2 separate regions of the Sus scrofa genome follow, and region 1 is linked to region 2. The links are chromatin contacts, called in public Hi-C maps. All regions are on one chromosome and are shown on one strand. The core of a region is the stretch at or near the end of the contact, and the rest is flanking DNA. Distances in the headings are between cores, read along the strand shown. Region 1 holds the start of ASXL2 (putative Polycomb group protein ASXL2). Region 2 holds the start of RAB10 (RAB10, member RAS oncogene family).

Region 1 (2,700 bases), core at 81-2,580, 120 kb after region 2:
AAAATCTGTCCTAGCAAGATCTGAAAACAAGCTGAGGTAAAATTCTCAGGCAACAGGGCTAGATGACAAGTCCCAGGCAATGGCTAGGAATGGAGAGCTGCTTCTTGAACAGACTATAGACCTAGGCTTTAGAGGGAGACGGTACATCCCTTGAGTGTTACGGATCATGCTATCACTAAAGAAATTGGTGAAAACATGACCGTATCAATTGCTGATATGGGGCTGTTTGACTGTCAATGGTTGAAGGGGAAAGATAAAGAAGTTTCCAGAAGCCCTCTCAGACGCCCTCTTAAGACTTGTGTACGTGTGTAAAAGACTCCTTTAAAAAAATGACGAAATGTTATGAATCCTCTTCTCAAAAAATACACAACTAACACATACAAAATACTTTCCATAATTTTAGAGGGGCCATGAGCTTCTGAAACGCATCCTTGGACTCCAAGATAAGTATTGTTCTCAACTGTCTTTTCTCCCAAGAGGCAGCCCAACTCTCAGTCTTATTTTAGAACATAGTAAATTTAGTAGACCGGAAGCAGCTTCTGGAAGCAGGTGGACTTGGGAGATTAGTAGGCATTACTGCCCTTTTTGCAAAGTATCAAGACAAGGACATTTCGATGGAAGATGCCACATTCTGTATCTTTCAGGAGGCAGTTAAGGTCATTACAAATAATGGTTTCTGACTACAGCTACAGCTGAATCATTCAGCAAATATTTACTGGGCGCCTGATATGTACAGGCACTGTGCCAGGGACTGAACTCACCCAGATAAAAAAGACACCATTTGTGTCCTTGATGAGACATTCACAAGTAAAAGTGTGAATGTAGTTATTGGTGGCCTTAAAATAAAGGTCACCTAAGTTTGAGAGGCACTCTGGGGAGACAGAAAGGACTCTGAGGCGGTAATTTGATTTTTGGTTTCACCGCATTCCAGACTCGTGAGTTTAGCAAGTCACTCAAACTCAAATTGCTTCATCTATCAGATGGCATAAACAGATAGGCTAGAATTACTGCAAACCTTCAAAAAGAGAGCCTTTATGAAAATGAACATAGACAAAAAAACGCAACTTCGAGGCTCATTGAAAGTGATACTTGGGAGGGTTGCTCCTAGAAGGAAGAGCACGGTTCTCCCCAGGATTATGTCTATAAAGTCACCGTAACGCCCTCCCAACGCGGTCAGAATCCGCTCAATAAACCTTCCGGGACGGATCAAGTTCCGCTTCCGCAGGTTTTTGCTGTAGGCGTAAGCGCAGGACGCCCGACGCAGCGCAGCGTCGGTCCTTCCCTTTGCGCAAGCTCGCGAGGAGAGGCGGAGAGCGGAAGGGCGGGGGCGTGGCTAGGCGCCGGGCACTGCTGGCTCGCTCTCTCCGCAGCCCGGCGCAGGTGGCGGGAGCGCGCGCGCGCTCGCTCGCGCGGCCGGCTGCGTACAGTAGTGACGGCCGCGCGGGAGCGGTCACATGACCGTAGCGGCTGCCTGTACAGTAAGGACCCAATATGGCAGCGGCGGTAGCAGTGGCAACGGCAGCAGGAGGACCGGCCGCTTCATAGATTTCCCCCCCCCACCCCCACCCCGCGCACCACCGCCGCCGCTTCCTCTGCTTGGGTGCTCCTCTGGCCTGACTTCCCCTTTCTCCCACCTTTCCCGGCACCGCGGGAAAAACAGCGCAGGGCAGAGCAGGCAGGGAGGGCGGCTGGAGCCCGGACACGGGAGCCTCCCAGTCAGTTCAAGACCCGACATGAGGGAAAAGGGCCGTAGGAAGAAGGGCAGGACCTGGGCGGAGGCCGCCAAGACGGTAAGGAGGAGGGAGCGGAGTGGAAAGCCAGGAGGTTTTCGTTCCTTCTCCGCCCACCGGTCGCAGGGGAAGCGGCGCGGGGTGGGGGGGTCAATGGTCCTGCCACTCGACTGAGGGGGCAAAAAACCGCGCGGCGAGGGCGGCGGTTAGTGTCGGGTTTGTGGTCCCTGTGGGAATGGAGGCGCCAGCGGAAGAGGGTCGCCACGGGGCTGTGGCTTCTCCCTGCTCTGCGACGAATCCTCTTGGTGTTTTGAAGCTGCTCTCTGGGTCGCGACGCTCTCACCCCGACTCCGTGGTAGCCCCCGCCCCGGCATGGGGAAGTCTGTTGTGCTTGCACAGTAACCGGTTCTTCTCCCTTTTGCGGCTGAAGAGCCCCCATTGGATGCAGATAGGAGAAGGCTTGTGCGTGCACCCAGCCCCGGAAAGAAGAGGGGAGCGCTGGCGCTGGGTAGAACCCACCCGCTGTAGCAGATCTGCCGCCTGACCCCGGGCCCCTTGCTTGTCTGGGCTCCCGGATCCGGCCGGAGGTCACGAGGCTCTTGTTTTATGTTTGCTGTTGCAGCTGAAAGTGCTGGAGGTGTTTAGAAACGAAGTAACAGGTGGGACTTGTAGAATTTTTTTTTTTTTTTTTTTTCTGTTTCCGTAGAGACCTACTCTGAACAAGGCAGCAAAGCATGGTGGGACGTGTAGTTTACTGAGCCTTGACTTTTCCGTAGCTAAAGCGATGGCCTCACGAAGTTGTAGTGGATAAAACCATCCTTCTTTCCCCCTTTTCTAAATTTATTATTGTGAAGTTTAGAAGTAGGTTTTAAAAAATAGAATATTGAGGATGAGTGAGAAGTTTTGTTTCATGAAAAAATTTAAAAGCGTGCATGTATGTAGAAATGAAACGTTTAGAGAAAGTCAGGTT
Region 2 (2,951 bases), core at 198-2,697:
CAATCTTTAGCTCTTACTTTCACAATAAATAATTCTGAAACATGAGGTGGAAGTACATTAGAAGTCCTAAAGCTATGACTGGCAAACAATTCCCTGTAAATTCCAGTGTAAAAAAGAAGGGAGAACTTCATTCTTTCAGAATCGAGGACAGAAACTGATCAGCTTCCATTTGCTTACCGCTTCTGTTGATGTCTCAAAAAGCACTGTGAGCCAACATACCAATAGAGTCCCACCCCAAGCACGAAGAGCCTCCGATTGTTTGACACATCAATGGATTAGTCAACGCGGGGCAACTCGCTTTTCCTTTCTAATTTGCTTTAATTATTCCTCACACAAACCCTTAAGTTTACTCTAAGTTATGACCATATGGAATCTTCTCTTTGCCCTCAAGTATATGAATTAAGGCCTTTGCCAAATGACTCCTACTGCTTCACTCCCAGCCATCAAAATAAATCCCTTACAAATATCGTACATCTAGTAACGCCACACAAACATGGAAAAAGCCAACCCAGTCGTTTAAAGAAACAGGGTTCTGGAACGTTGTTAATGCTGCATATTTTGTAACAGCAGTCACTGAGCAGAGTGGGAGACCTGAAAGGAAAAGAACCGATGGAGAGCATGGGAAGACCCCGCCCCAGAAAGCTCGAGGCTTTCAAACAGTAACTTGGGTCTGTCGCTTGGAATCGGAATCACTGAAACAAAGGCGTATATTACGCGAAGCAAGATGTCTGGAGTTAAAGAAACGGTTTGCAGCTGCAGAGACCGTACGCCATCCTCCCACAGGTCTTACCTATGGTGGAAATAAAGGTGGTGTTGAAGGCATCATCCGAAAAACGAAAAAGGACGCAGGTCTTCCCCACTCCCGAGTCCCCGATCAGGAGCAGCTTGAAAAGCAGGTCGTACGTCTTCTTCGCCATTGGGAGGAGCGGCTCAGGCTCTCGCCGCCGGCGGCCCCAAGGGATCAGTCCCTCTCACTACGGACAACTCCTCGCTCAGGCGTTCTCAGGCCGGAGGACCGGGGAGGCGTGGGAAAAAGGAGGGCTCGAGAGGGCGCGGGCGACCTAGGAACGGCTTCGTCGAGGAAGCCTCGACGGTGGCGGCGTCCGGTGCCTTCGAGGGCGGCGACCACGGCTCCGCAGCCTCTCCCAGCCGCTCCGCCCGGTTCCGGGGAGTCGGTCGGGACAAAATGGCCTCCCCTCCCCCCTCAGGGCTGCTCGGCCGGGACGCTCCCACGGGCTAGAGAGCAAGCTCGGCCGTCGAGGGAGCGCGGCAGGCGTGAGGACAGTCTGTCTGTCTCTCTCTCTCTCTCTCTCGAGCAGCAGCAGCAGCTCCGCGCTAGGGCGCGGCGACGGCAGCGAAGGAGGACCCGGAGCCGACAAGCTCAGCTACATAGCCACAGGAAGCCGAGCCGCCCCGGCCAGAGCCACCTTTTCCCCGTGCCCTCTCACGCCGGCGTGCGCGCTGCCTGAGACGCACGCAAGGACGTACGCCCGCCCTCTCCTCGCGCCCTCACTCTGCGGCCCGCCTCTGCGCACGCGCGCCAGGGGGTATGGGGGCACGCGGGGGCGGAGAGTGAAGCTCCAGCTCTCTGGGCCTCGGTCTAAGGCCGGGCGGAGACGAGAGAGAGGAGGGGCGAGAGAGGGCGAGGCCGCGGGCGCGCTCCCTGTGGCCGCCTGATAGGGTGCGCGGCGTTGTGAGCACGCCCCGCGGGGAGGCGCTGCCTAGTGACTGCGCAGGCGCGGCACGCTGGAGTAGCCCCTTGACTTCCCCCCGTTTTCCTCCCGGGATCGCCCTCCCGGCTGAGCGGAGGATGCTTTTCGCCGCGCTTGACGCGTGTGTTGAGCTGAGAGTCTTGGGGCAGCCACCGGCTTGGGTGGCCATGTGTTCCTGTGTAGCCATAGCCCGTATATGCTAGAAAAAGCAGCGCCCTGGGTCATTTAATAGCCTCTAAGCTAAAATGAGGCGCATTCAGGAGTGCCGTCCCTCGTGGCTAGTCATGGCCTGGGAAACATTACGGCTCCATCCCGGTTTGCTTAAGGAGCAAGAGTTGGCGTTCAAGATACCAGGAGTTTGAAATGGAAAAAACTGGCCGCGCTGCTCAAGCTGGGATGATGTAATCTGCCTTCTAGGGCGAGGAACAGAGGGCCGAGGATCACCTGGGCGTTGGGAGCACCTCCCGCCAAGTGGAAGCCTCGGTGCTGTGCTCTACATGGAGAACCAGCTCCAGAACTTTAGCCACCTTTCGGAGTAAGGACGGCCCAAGAGCACTATACGGAAGCGGGACCCTTCCCTTCGGCCGGAATTGAACCACCAGCGTCCCAAACTGAAGGATAGTGAAGCCAACCCCAACCCCAAGCTGCCTCTTCCTTGACTATCATTTCTTATGGCTAACACCCTTTCTTCCCTCTCCTCAGCCTCAGGTAGTTTAAATATTACTTTCTGTAGTTTAAATATTCATACTCCTGCCCTACCTTTTTTCTGGGTGCTTTGTGGCTCTAAAACACACCTAGGGTGTGATGGCAGAGTAGTCGAACTTGGTGGGCTGGTTCAGCCTGCTGCAGGAGAAAACCCTGAGACATCTTGAAAGCAAGAAACAGAGATAGAGAGAAGTAAAAACTGCATTTTTACAACCCACCCCCCACCAGCAAAATGTGTATTTATTAATCTTTTTAGGGCTGCATCTGCAGCATATGGCAGTTCCCAGGCAAGGGGGTGAATTGGAGCTGCAGCTGTCAGCCTAGGCCATAGTCACAGCAACACGAGATCGGAGCTCTCCTGGTGACTTACACTGAAAGCTTGCAGCAATGCCTGAGCGAAGCCTAGGATCAAACCTGTATCCTCGTCTATACTATTTGGGTTCATAAACCGCTGAACCACAACGGGGATTCCTGTTCATTTAATATGTAATTAAAATTAGTTTTTTGGGCAGTTAGGGTAATCGTGTTTCAGTC

What was found. Hi-C and Micro-C count contacts between places; a contact is called where the count stands out from the background.
Region 1: a contact with region 2 is called in a Hi-C map of liver, with 5 times the contacts expected there. The contact joins the promoter of ASXL2 here to the promoter of RAB10 in region 2. A contact is called at or near these places in 1 of 5 promoter capture datasets (liver), 4 of 47 Hi-C or Micro-C datasets (heart right ventricle, liver and skeletal muscle) and 1 of 2 datasets of contacts at active chromatin or transcription factors (alveolar macrophages).

Annotation. Positions count from the first base shown.
Region 1 is chr3:113,043,458-113,046,157 of Sscrofa11.1, forward strand. ASXL2 (putative Polycomb group protein ASXL2) reads left to right here and starts at 1,331. Exons shown (of 13, transcript XM_021087739.1): 1 at 1,331-1,790. The coding sequence starts at 1,455.
Region 2 is chr3:112,922,741-112,925,691 of Sscrofa11.1, forward strand. RAB10 (RAB10, member RAS oncogene family) reads right to left here and starts at 1,448. Exons shown (of 6, transcript NM_001243060.1): 1 at 791-1,448. The coding sequence starts at 917.